Regions from separate parts of the Zea mays genome. Here regions 1 and 2 are each linked to region 3. A link is a contact called in public Hi-C data. All regions are on one chromosome and are shown on one strand. Each heading gives the region's core, a stretch centred on a gene start, on an enhancer-like site or on the middle of the called end of the contact. The rest is flanking DNA. Distances are from core to core; before and after follow the strand shown. Region 1 holds the start of LOC103634486 (DDB1- and CUL4-associated factor 8). Region 2 has its middle 4.2 kb from the start of LOC100281273. Region 3 holds the start of LOC100285887 (APx1 - Cytosolic Ascorbate Peroxidase).

What was found. A called contact is a pair of places that touch in the nucleus more often than the background predicts.
Region 1: a Hi-C map of leaf shows a contact between it and region 3, with 2.4 times the contacts expected there. The contact joins the promoter of LOC103634486 here to the promoter of LOC100285887 in region 3. A contact is called at or near these places in 3 of 25 Hi-C or Micro-C datasets (endosperm and leaf).
Region 2: a contact with region 3 is called in a Hi-C map of tassel, with 2.2 times the contacts expected there. The contact joins the enhancer-like site here to the promoter of LOC100285887 in region 3. A contact is called at or near these places in 2 of 25 Hi-C or Micro-C datasets (ear and tassel).

The regions. Positions count from the first base shown.
Region 1 is chr1:43,789,126-43,793,441 of Zm-B73-REFERENCE-NAM-5.0, reverse strand. LOC103634486 (DDB1- and CUL4-associated factor 8) reads right to left here and starts at 1,281. Exons shown (of 5, transcript XM_008656225.3): 1 at 1,023-1,281; 2 at 1-215. The coding sequence starts at 1,145.
Region 2 is chr1:43,978,947-43,983,104 of Zm-B73-REFERENCE-NAM-5.0, reverse strand. No RefSeq gene overlaps it. Among protein-coding and RNA genes, the nearest start is that of LOC100281273, 4.2 kb to the left of the region's middle. Within about 2 kb of position 2,829, at least 20 of the 20 cell types and tissues checked have an H3K27ac peak or open chromatin away from gene starts, as enhancers often do. A contact at or near this core is called in ear and tassel, where this site is marked.
Region 3 is chr1:43,522,639-43,526,540 of Zm-B73-REFERENCE-NAM-5.0, reverse strand. LOC100285887 (APx1 - Cytosolic Ascorbate Peroxidase) reads right to left here and starts at 1,786. Exons shown (of 9, transcript NM_001159274.2): 1 at 1,515-1,786; 2 at 1,231-1,405; 3 at 1,065-1,130. The coding sequence starts at 1,633.

The DNA of each region.
Region 1 (4,316 bases), core at 32-2,531, 270 kb before region 3:
TCAGTAAACGGCATCACACGAGCATGGAAGACATTATCTTGGTGACCAGAAGGGTAAACAAGCTTTTTAGTTTTAGAAAGCCAGTCCCATAGTATGATGTTTGTGTCGTCTGAACCAGACACAAGGAGGTCTCCAGCAGGGTTGAAGCTTACGGTATTAACACAGCCTTCATGACCATGCAATTTTCCATACTGAGACATAGACGACACTATATGCTACTCCCTCGAAGAAGAAAGACAAAAATGACAAGCAATTAGCACCACATATAAGAACAGTGATTAAAGCCAACTCTGTATCGTAGAAAGAAACAGTTATATAGCAAAACTACCACAAAAATCATCGTCATGATCTGTTATATAGAGAAGGGCAATCCTGGTGCAGTGGTGAAAGTTGTCTTACTGAGCCATCAGGTCGCCAATTTGAAGCAACCTCACCGTATTTGCGGGGTGCCTTGGTTCATCCTTTTTCTAGACTCCACAAGTGTAGGAACCTCTAGCACTAGGTCTGCCCTCTTTACGTTATATAGCTAGAGTTGGAACATCTTGTAACACATGCCATCCAATACGACATTCGTCAAGCTTGAAAAGAAACGCTTGGGAAAGAAACTAGCCAACTAGTAGACATCAAACTTGAACAAAATGTATAAATCTTATCCCCCATGTCACAAATTTCATCAGTAGTAAAATTGTGTCTAATCTATAGGCCCAGACAGCAGACAGTCTTATTCGGACGCTTAAATTTGAGATTGAGATTTACAGCACTAGTTCCATAAATTCGCAAAATGAAGTTGCTAAACGGGTACAAACAAGCTCAACGCCACATCAACAATAGAACCTAAACCTACCCACCAGCCATCGTACTCTACCCAACCGAGAGATATATGAACCCTTACGCATTGCCTTCCAAAGTTCACCGAGCAGATATGGTCGAATCATCTACCGAGTAGGAGATACTGAATTCCGGAAGGATTCCAAAATTCGAAGTGCCAGGATCAAACAGAAATTAACAGAGAAGGAAAGAACCTCGGAGCCGCTGATTCGGCGGGAAGAGACGCGGGGGAATGAAGAGCCGATCTCGCGGCGGCCGACTTCCAAGAAGCAGCTACCCTTCCGGCGACCAGCTGCTTCGATGGCGGCGGCGGCCATGGTGAGCGGTGGAATGCACTAGGAGATAGGAGGGGTTGGGGATTTTGTGGGATTTTTAAATGGTAGAATCTGCTAGTCGAGGCGCAGGAGCAGGATGACAGTGGTAACATCTCCGACAAATGACCTATAAAAATGCTCTACAATTTAAAAATAAGTATATTTTATAAAATTTATGACAACAATAAAATATCTCGTTCCAATACTAAATTCTTAAATCTAGATTATAAGTCACTTGAGAGGATGTCATATAATTTTTAAGAAAAATTTATGAAATGAGACACTATTGTAGTAGTTTTTTCTACAAAGAGCCCCATATTTTAATTTGAAGCACAAGTTTGAGTTATTGTTGGAGATGCTCTAAGATATATCGTGACCACCTATGGTCATATCCAGGGCTGAAAAAACTCGCTAACTGAAACTCAAATCCGAAATAACAAACCTAAACTGGGAATACCTAAAATCTGAAACAGACAGTAAACACTAAAACCATTTTCGTTTTCATATTTTTCATCAGAAACAAAATCGAAAGTGACAACTCCGGAAACGGGAACGACATCAGTAATTTGAAAACATCGAAAACGAAAGCTCAATATGGAAAACACACCGGTTACTGTCGGATCAAAAATACACCAGTAAAAATCATGACTTGTACCACCATGGCTACAAGTCGACCCTCTGCACAAGCGCACCATCTGATCGCCGCCATGGAGGAAGTGGAGACGCGGATGTCCGGGAAGTTTCAACGGGCTTTGGAGGCTTCGACAGTGACGATCAAGGAGCTATCAAAGAAGTTGGACGGGTTGGACACCTTGTCTAACAAATTGGAAGAGATTGAGACGCGTCAGGTGGAGCATGACAAGATTACGCAATATCTTCATGCCAAGATGGATCTCTCCATTAATTCTTTGGCCTAGATGTCTCAAGAGCAAGTACGGCTGTCTAGCGCGGTGACGACTGCAGCCCGGGGTGGACCCACAACACTGTGGGTTTTTGCGGGCGACAGATTAATGGGAGCACACCCTCATGTCAGACCACCTGGAGTTCATGTATCTTCCTCTATATCTGCTACTTTGTCGGTCGAGGAAGCAAGGTCGGGACATGAGATTAGCAACAAAATGGGTGCAGATGCTGATCCGAATCATCGAAGAAGCTGGTTGCCAAAGTTGGAGTTCCCGATGTTTGATGTAGATGAGGCTAGAGTTTGGATCGATAATTGTGAAGCTTATTTTTTGTTATACCAGATTCCTGAGGAGTTCATAGTTAGTGCTACATCTCTTCATTTGAGAGGTAGGGCTGCTCACTGGTACCAGGCTTTACGTGATTCAGTCGAATTTATGGAGTGCTTTCACTTCAAGATGTCGATATTGGATGAGTTTGAGTATCCACACATTCTGATAAGATGCTAGAGTTACTAACCTTGTGACAGATTGGATCAGTGCTGGGATACAAAATTCAGTTTGAGAAGTTGGTTTACTACATCAAACTATTTGACAAAGCGGTTAGTGAGACATTACTAGTAACTCAGTTTATGCTGGGCCTCAAACATGAGTTGAAGCTTGTGGTGGAAACTCAGTCTCCTAAGACAGTTTCGATGGCAGCACAATTGTCCTTGAAACATGAGAAGTGGCAAAACAGACAAGCTCCCTCGGTGAAGAAGAGTGCATGAGCAAGAACAGTTCTGCCACGCATCATGAAGGAGAACCAAGAATCACAAGGGGGTGTGGAAGGCCAAGAAGTTAAAAGAATATAGAAGAGCAAATGATTTGTGTTAGAGGTGTGGAAAAATATGTGCTAGGACACAAGTGCAAGGCCCTTGTACACCCACAGCTGAATTGTATTACTTTAGAGGATGGAGGAGATAGAGGACCATTGATGTCTGATGAGATGTTGGATTTTTTGGAGACAAGTGGAAGTAGGTCTGATGAGGAGATGACCTTATCCATTAATGCAATATGCGGCACTGATAACTCTAGGTGTGTGTGAGAGCACCTAGAGGGGGTGAATAGGTGATCCTGTAAAAATTCAACAACTAATAGCCACAAAACTTGGTTATAGAAATGTTAGTGCTACTAAGTAGTTGCGAAGCAAGTTCTTGTGGGCAAGACAATCACAAAGAGATCAACACAAGAGACACACGATTTTATCCCGTGGTTCGGCCAAGTAACACTTGCCTACTTCCACGTTGTGGCGTACCAATGGACGAGGGTTGCACTCAACCCCTTTCAAGTGATCCAATGATCAACTTGAATACCACGGTATTCTTTGCTTATCTCTTTTTCCCGTTTGCGAGAAATCTCCACAAGCTGGAGTCTCTCGCCCTTACAACAAAGATCACAATGAAGGAACGAAGTAAGGTTTGGAAGAGCAACGCACACTAGAATTAAATCCACACCGCAAACACACACACAAGTGAGAAGATGAGCACACAAAACACGCGCGGGGAGTTTACAACTCGAAAAGTGCTCCAATCTCAAGAATGATGAATGATTGCGTGAAAGTGAGGACTAGAAGTATTGGAATGCTTAGAGTGTGCTTGGGTGACTCCTCCATACGCCTAGGGGTCTCTTTTATAGCCCCAAGGCAGCTAGGAGCCGTTGGAGGCCAACAAGGAAGGTTATCCTTGCCTTCTGTCGGGTGGCACACCGGACAGACCGGTGCACCACCGGACAGCCACTGTTCATGTCCGTTGCGCAATCTCCTTCCAATTCTAGCACAGCCGACCGTTGCAGATTCGTGGCAGTTGGCGCACCGGACACTGTCCGGTGCACACCGGACAGTCCGGTGCCCCTGCCGACCATTGGCGCGAGCCACGCGTTGCCCGCGGATTGCGCGGCCGACCGTTGCGCTGGTGGCCGTTGGCTCACCGGACAGTCCGGTGCACCACCGGACAGTCCGATAAATTATAGTCGTACGCCGCCAAACATTCCCGAGAGTGGCCAGTTCGTTGGAAGCCAGCCTGGCGCACCGGACATTGTCCGGTACACCACCGGACAGTCCGGTGTGCTAGACTGAGCTGAGTATTGGCTGCTCAGATCCAAGTCCTTTTCTCCTTCTCTTTTCTCTGTTTCTAGCACTTAGACAAAATATGTTAGTACTCAAACCAATGTACTAAGTCTAGAAACATACCTTGTTACATGATTTGCACTTCTTGCTTGTTTGACACATAACCAA
Region 2 (4,158 bases), core at 1,580-4,079, 460 kb before region 3:
TAAACGAAAAATATGGACAACAAAAAAACAAATTAGTGACAAAGACAAAAAAATATTGAATGTCCACCATGGGGCTTGAACCCACAAGGGCTTGAACCCACAACCTCAAGGTTAAAAGCATTGCACTCTACCGACTGAGCTATAAATGCTTTGTTATTACACATCCGAGCTCGGCGCCATAGATCTTGGCGCCGAGCTCGGTACCACGTTGACGCCACGTCGTTCAGGTTGTGCCAGCGTAGCACGTACCTCGGCGCCATAGCCTATGGCGCCTAGATGTGTTACCTCGGCGCTATAGGCTATGGCGCCGAGCAAATGGTCCAAAAATGATATTAAAATTTTTTAAAATCTAAACGTGAATTTTTTATTGATAAAGGGACAAAATACAAAAAAAATCGGGCGTCGGAGTCGGACCTTCTACGGTGGTTGAGGCCCTGTTTTGGTGGCTTTCCTTCTGGTTGGTGTCTGATCCGAGGTGTGTCATCGCCTCTGACCGACCCCCGCGGCACCGGGGCGGGGCCGGCCGGCCGATGAGCGGCGCTTTTCTCCCTCCGAGCCCGGCCTGGTCTTCTTGTTCTGCTGTGGCCTGCGGTCCCGCGGTGGCGGACAGGCAACGGAGCGCCGGGCACTCTCTCAGCTCAGCCCGCCGAGCTGATTGGTCGCAACCGGCTGGGTACCGATACCGACCCCCCCGAATGTTGTCACTTTGTCAGTCGTCAGACAGCGCATGCATGTGATGAGCACACACGATTTTCATCCCCCTGACTCCAACCCATTCACATCGAAGGGCCTCAACCCGCCAACCCAGAAGAAGGACAGCTCGCTTTGCTCAATGGTCGTCAGCGATTCATCATTCGTTTGCAGCTCACAAACAAGAACTTGGCCATTAAAAAAAAAGCGACCACCTTCTCCCCCATTCTTTGGCACCCTAGTAGTAGTACCCCACAGGCCAACCACAGCGATAGCACCTACAGTAGTAGGTAGCAGCTCGTTTCGTGCATCTTCTTGCAGATGAAGCAAGGAGTTTGTTACTACGACGGGATGGAACCGGCCACCCACAGGCCAGAGCCAAAACAGGGAAATGGAAAACAAACCGGCAGTGTGTCTGTCTCCGGCCAGCTAGAGATGCAATAGGACCGATCCCCAATTTCACACAGAGAATTTCTCTATTAGTGCACGTAGACGGATAATTTAGTCTCCACGGGGATCGAAACGGTGAACACTTTGTTCCCGTCGGGTTCGCGGGGACCCGTTCGCCGCATAGTCGCATACCCATCCCACGAAGTTTTCTTCATCTAAATTAGTCCATGTTAAAATTATACTAAAATTTAGAGCATAGTCTATTATAAAATAACAAGCTATACTTTAAAGAAGACTTTCCTTGTATTTTTAAATCTTGTTTGTTAAATTTGTATCGACACAATATAACCAGTTTTAATTTAACTCTATAAATATTGTATTTAGTAAGGGAATTTTACTCTCGGCGGACGGCCGAGACGGGAAAGGGGAGTCGTTCCCGAATTTGCCGTTCCCATCTCTACGGCCGGTGGCCACATGCACGTCCGCGAAACGGTCCTTTCGCCTACCGCGGGTTTCCCCCCGCTTCTGTCGGTCGCGGGCGAAGGGAAAAACCCCATGACGTACGCAGCAGGCAGCGGAGACAACCGTGACGCATACAACTACTACTGGTATAGTATACAATTGACATGGGATTAGTTTCTCAAAGGCCCTGACTAGTACTAGCAGGGAAGGGAACTAAAAGCCGGAGGATGAGCTGTTTTCATACTTGCCCCATATGGCACGAGGTTTCGTGTCGCCCGGCCCCGGCGCGCGCCTCGTGCACCACCGACGCTCATCGCGCCCCGTTCGTTGCGGTTGTGGTTGTGGTCAGCTGCAAGTTTAAGCACACGCAAGCAAATGCTTTTGTTATTAGCATTAACAAATAAATATACGCGTGCTCTTCCTTCCGTCTAAGCCAGCCAGCCATGTAGCTTGGCAGTACTACGCTGTACGCGCACGGCCACCAGATCCAACTCACCCCGTCGCACTCGCACGGCGCGTCGACGCGCACATGTCACCGCTGGAGTTCGGCTGGCGTTTTCTGTCTGGGGGAGGGAACGAAAAACGCGGTGGACGCTCGCTCGGCACGGCCTTGACTTTGCTGATGTGGTTGGTTGTGCGAACGGCGGTGGCGAAATTTTGGGGGTGCGTTCTTCTCCCCCTGGCCGCCTGGCCGGCGGTTAGCGCCGCCGTTGGCTCGTCAATTCGAGGGCGCTTTTTTTTTTTGGTGTGTGTGTGACGCCGTGCCGACCGTCGTATTAGTCAAGTGGGAGGGAACTCTTTGCGTTGGGTATCTGGGTAGGTGCCGCGGCGCGCTCACTGGCGGGCGGGCCTCTCGTTACGTTTCACCAACTGCGTGTCACGGAACAGCTACCGGGGCTGCTGCGAATTTTTAACTTCAAGGCGAATTGAATCGCTGATAGGCTTGGTTCAGAGCATTTTTTTTACCTTCAAGGTCAGGGCTAGGATTCAACATTTTTTGGTTGAACGGTGCATATCAACGGTAGTCAGTGGACAATGATTACTTGATGCTCAGTATTGTAGGTTGAGGACTCCACGTGGCATCCATTTTTTTGTTGAATAAAAAGAATTTTCGTACCCCGTGAATCTCACGGAAAAGCAAGAACTCAGGCGCTTCTAGAATCGGCCTGGTCCGTATACAAAGCAGGCCGAAAATCAATTTCCCGTAATACTTGTCCTACTCCCTTCGCCCTTGCTCCTAACCACATTCTTCTATGGGCCTTTTATCTGAGCACGCTGGCCCAATTGTACTAGACTGTATTTGGGCCATGTTTTGGTAGAGCTCTTGCATACAGCTCTGGCTCCTTCTGTCTTTACGTGAGAGGGGTGGACAAGAGAGAGTCAGTGAAGCCTTTTTTTTTTTGCCCTTCTGATTTCGCTCGGTTTCTGAGGCCGCTTCTACCTATTTTCTATTTTCTTTGAGATATTTTTTAAAGAACTGTTGAATTAAAAGAGCCATGCCAAAAGAGGCGTTAGAGAATGTTTAGGACTACTCCGGATTCCAGCTTCATCAGCAAGCTAAATAAACAAAATAATCTATCTAAGGGCCTGTTTGGCATGGCTCCAGAGCAAAACTCCAAGGAGGAGCTGGCCAGAGCATGCCAAACACCATAACTCCAGAGTTGTAAACTCTATGGAGTTTTTGGAGCTGCAGTACAATTTTTTGGAGTACCTCTTTTGCTGCTCTGAAAACTCCAAAAAAGCAACCTAGTCATGGAGTTTTGAGTTATTTACCCGCCATTGCCACTGGTTATGAGAAACAATCTAAACTCTGGAGCAGAGCTGCTCCACCCAGAGTTTTAGAGTAGAGCTGCTCTGGGGTGGAGCAGAGCCATGCCAAACACACCCTAAATGTTTTCAAAAGGTTCAAATTTTTTACTTTCACGATTTTTTTAGCACATAACACCAACTCTATTAAGTTTTCTAGAGCCGGACTGGTCCTAAAAGGAAACTTAATGCTATACAACCTAATTTTGAACTCTTTTCAGACTGGCATTGTGCCGCTGCTTCGTTTTGTGACTCTGACTTGTGCATCAGATCAACATCCGGGCTGTGGGATGTGGCTTCTTCTTGCCAAAAGCAGATTAGTGACCAGTCACCTTCATACACATAGCCTTCAAACCTTGCAGTTTCAGCGGAGTGGACTTCATCATCCAGCGTCATCAGTTATCTCGCAAGCAAAGACTGAAAATGTCTACCACCATCGAGAAACATCTTGGCGGATCATGGATGTAGGCCGGAAAAAGGCAGCAGTGTTTTGGTTCTTCACACCATGCATGGAGCCACCCAGCTGTTGCAGGGCTGCATTGACATTGAGCGGTCGAAACAGGAAAGTTTCCAGGTTCCGATGCCTCCTCGGTGCTGCTTTTGCTCCACTTTCAGGGCCGGGGTGCGCAAGCTTGTACGGTCGCATTCTGGTAATGCTCGGTATCAGAAATTCAGAAGAATTCCGGAAAACGTGGCCATGAAGTGGAAGCAGATCTGCAGGTGGTACTGACGAATTTGAGTTGATCTTCGTGATGTCCTCCTCCGGTTGTCCAGATACACACGCGCGGCGCAGCTTGCCACTGCCATCAG
Region 3 (3,902 bases), core at 537-3,036:
AAAAGGGGTGGAACAAAAAATACTATCAGTCAGTCATGCCAATCTCTATACTTGTAAGAATTTCAAGAGCAATCTCTATACTTATAAGAATTTCAAGAGAAAAAGGGGGGTATAAGCAAACAACTTTATCACCAAATGTTAACTAATTGTCACCCAACATCATAATGACAAATCACGGGAAAATAGATAGCTTTAGACAACATGCAGAAAATTTATGGTCTATGTGTATAATATGACAACGTATCAACTGGGATCATACGTGTGCGTGGTCTGCATAATGCACAACATCATCTGGGTAAGGCAACCAGAACTATCTAGACGGCACAAAACAGGTACTGTGAATAAGTATATATAATCATTCAAAGCACTAAAAAGTTGGATGGAGAACACCAATATGAAATGACAAAACGGCTGATTATTTGTCCATGAGAAATCAAGCATTTCAACAGTACTTCACAAAACGAAGGCTATATGAACATTTTCTAATTGCCAAGGAACCATTGATGTTAGAAACAGCTTCTAAAAGCAACAAATTTTTTGATGTTTTTCCTCAAACACCCTGGAGAGCTGTAAGTATGAAAAAAAAATCATTAGAGTTAGTAATAGGACTACCCTACCACATCTACAAGAGACAAGGAATGCAAACAAACAATGAAATACGGAGTACTAACTATACACATACTGACAGCTGTATCTCATATATTGAGGAAGATTACACTAAATGGGTAAATTAACTTTCACAGCACAATGTTCAATATGATATCTATAAAATAATCGAAACCTGAACTAGTGGACACAAACATCAGAGACAAAGCTTACAGGAAAACAAAGGTTACCTGCAGCGATAAAATCACGTGTCATGAAGAAATGGTTATCGCTAACTGTAAGAGGTATCTACCAAGCAAATGGTAAAAGGCAAATAGATAGGTCGTACTAAGCAACCACGATCTAACCAAACGATCTTCACACCAACCTCTTCGGAGATTTCGAAACAAAAGGTTAAGCCCTGGCTAAACCCAAAGGCAGATAAAGATGGACGACAAAAAAAAGGACGAAAATCTCACCTCCCTACCGGGGTGGAAGGGAATCTCAGGCCCACCGGTGACCTCCACGGCCACAACTCCCGCGAGCTGCAACAGGAGCAGAGACAGAAAGGTACGTGGTCAAAACGCACATCCGTTCAGGCAGATCGAATCATTCAACCAGATCGATGCGGGGTCAGGGACAGACCTGGTAGAAATCGGCGTAAGAGAGGATTGGGAACTCCTCCTTGATGGGCTCGAGCAGCCGCACCGCGATGTCCAGCCCCGCGTTAGCGCCGTGAGCCAATTCCGACTGATGCTTCATCGTGCCGAATGGACCGCCGGTCCTCGACGACACGTCGAACGTCCCCGCGGAGTGCCACCTGCGCGACCAAACGGAAACCCAAATCATGCAACCGAAAAAACTCGCCCACGAAGATCTGGAAATCCGCGCGCAGCGCAGGGGAGGTAGGTGGGGGAGAAGAGGCTTACGCGAGGCGGAGCATGAGCGGGGCGCAGCTCTTCTCGGCGATGAGGGCTCGGAGCTTGCGCCTGGCCTTGTCCACAGCCTCGCTGTACTCGGCGCTCACGGTCGGGTAGTTCTTCGCCATGGCTGCGACCTGCGACCAGAGAGAGCTTTGGATCGTAGGATGCGACGCGACGCGGCTGAGGGAGGGTCACAAGATCTGCTGGGGGCAAATGGTCGCCACGCTCCCCGGCAAGTTTATATTGCGACAACCGAAAGGGCGGAGGGTTGCAAGGACAAGGAGAAAGGGAAGCTTCTCGTAGGGTGCATCATGGCCGTCAATCTGAACGATCGTACGGGGAGAAAGGATATAAATTTGGACGGGCATGATTGGGCCGTGTGGCATGTCAACGCTATCGTCTGCGCTCAGGTGGGCACTCAGAATTAGAGATGGTAATACTTACCCGAAACCTAAATCTCAATGACCAGTAGTTTTAACCGATATAAAAATGATATAGAAATGCAACAGATTTTACTCGATATAATCATATAAGGACGGTATAGAATAATCTCTATAAAATTGAATATGTCAATGGACAATAATCGGACAATAATCTCTATTCGTTGATAATGCATACGGATATGGGTAGATACTACCTATAGCTGCATGTTTATGGATAAAATGTACTTGTAGTATATCGTTATTATTGTCTAATAAAGTCTATCTTAGTTAAACAAATCATTCTTGGTATATTGTTTGTTTAACTATGAAATTATGTAATCATCTAGTTCGTAATATTTGAAGTTAAGCTTATTTTTGTGTGATTATTTGATATTTGAATGATTGAAATGTTAGAATTTGAAACTTTCTTAGGTGTATGGGTTTTGGAAGGCCACCGGAGCAGCGACGGGTTCACGGACGCGCGGACCACGTGAGGCGAGCGGTGGGTGGCCCACTGGCCCTGGCCTGCTGAAATAGTAACGCCGGCCACTATTCTCGAGCAGGGTGCCACCGGCATGATCCGTCCTCTATCTCACGCACTGTTCAATTCAATGGCCACCGCGCGCAAGCAGCAACGGCAAGCCAGCCATGAATCCCGGCTTTGAGAAGCATGGCAGCCTGATGCCTTCCTGTTCTGAACGCGAGCTGCAGAGACATTTTTGTGACCCGGTGCCGGTGGCAGACCACGGCAACCCAAAGTCCAAAGGTGGGTGAGACGGGCAGATCAGCTATCGCCTCGAATCGATTCGTCCAGATTACGTACTGTCGTCTGTATACTGACATTTTCTTTTATAAAAAAGAACTCGCGAACAACATCATTTGAGGAACGGATCCGTCGTGCTCGTGCTCCAATCGTCTACTGTCTCCAAGCGCTAAATTATCTGGATCGAGTGTGGAAGGCGTTCCTCGCTGCTCTGTCCCAGGCAACACAGCACGCCGTCACCGCTCCTCTCGACGCTACGCCGCAGTGGCCGCAGCAGATCGTCACGCAGAGTCGCAGAGGCAGCACAGCACAGTACGCCGTCACAGCTCGCTACGTCCGGCGTAGCCGCGTAGAGAAGGACGATAAAAAGCTCGGAATCAGACCAGATCGTGCGAGCAACGGAAGCATATTCCGGCTTAAAAAAATAGCGCACCCAGTACAGCCATGTCCCACCCCACCCGGCCACGGGCCAGCAACGGCCCCCATTTGCTGCTGCGAGGAATCCGCACCAACCCCGCATCAAATGCGCACGCGCACCGCGACAACGGGTAATGGCACCCGCGCGGCGGTGATTCGTGTTAAGAACCTTTTGCTACTGAATGTAGTACAAAGGTTTCTTAACTTATAAAAAACTGAAGATACAAAGATATAGGAGGAACTGATATTCTCATTCATGTATTCTGTTCACTGGTTACAACAAATGGTGATGTCCTCCTCTATATATAGTGCATAGTTAGGGTTTTGGCTAGATGAGTCACATGGGCCTTCGGGGCCTAAACTGGTTTCTTAACATTCCCCCTTGGCCCTCTTGCCGTGAGATACACATGTCCCAAAACTCCACAAAACCCAGTGGGAAAATTTGGAGAAAGAGTACATGGCTCACGCTTGCTGTGTTGCATGATTTGTCTCATTAAAAACCATACGTGAGAAACTTCTATTGAAAACTCACATAAGGGGAAAAGAGTACAAATCACATTTTTCTTCATTTAATCTTAAGGCTATAATTAGGTATTTGAACTTCCTGTTCAAGATTCAATTTAGGAGTATGCAAATTTCTCCCCCTGAGAACCACACTTTTAAGTCTTTTATAATTGCTTCAAGTCCATCCTTTCAATGATGGATGCAATGCTTAAATGGAGATCTACTAGATCCTCTTGTGCCTTATTATGCAAGACTCTAACGTGGTTCAACATATGCCTTCTTGATCAT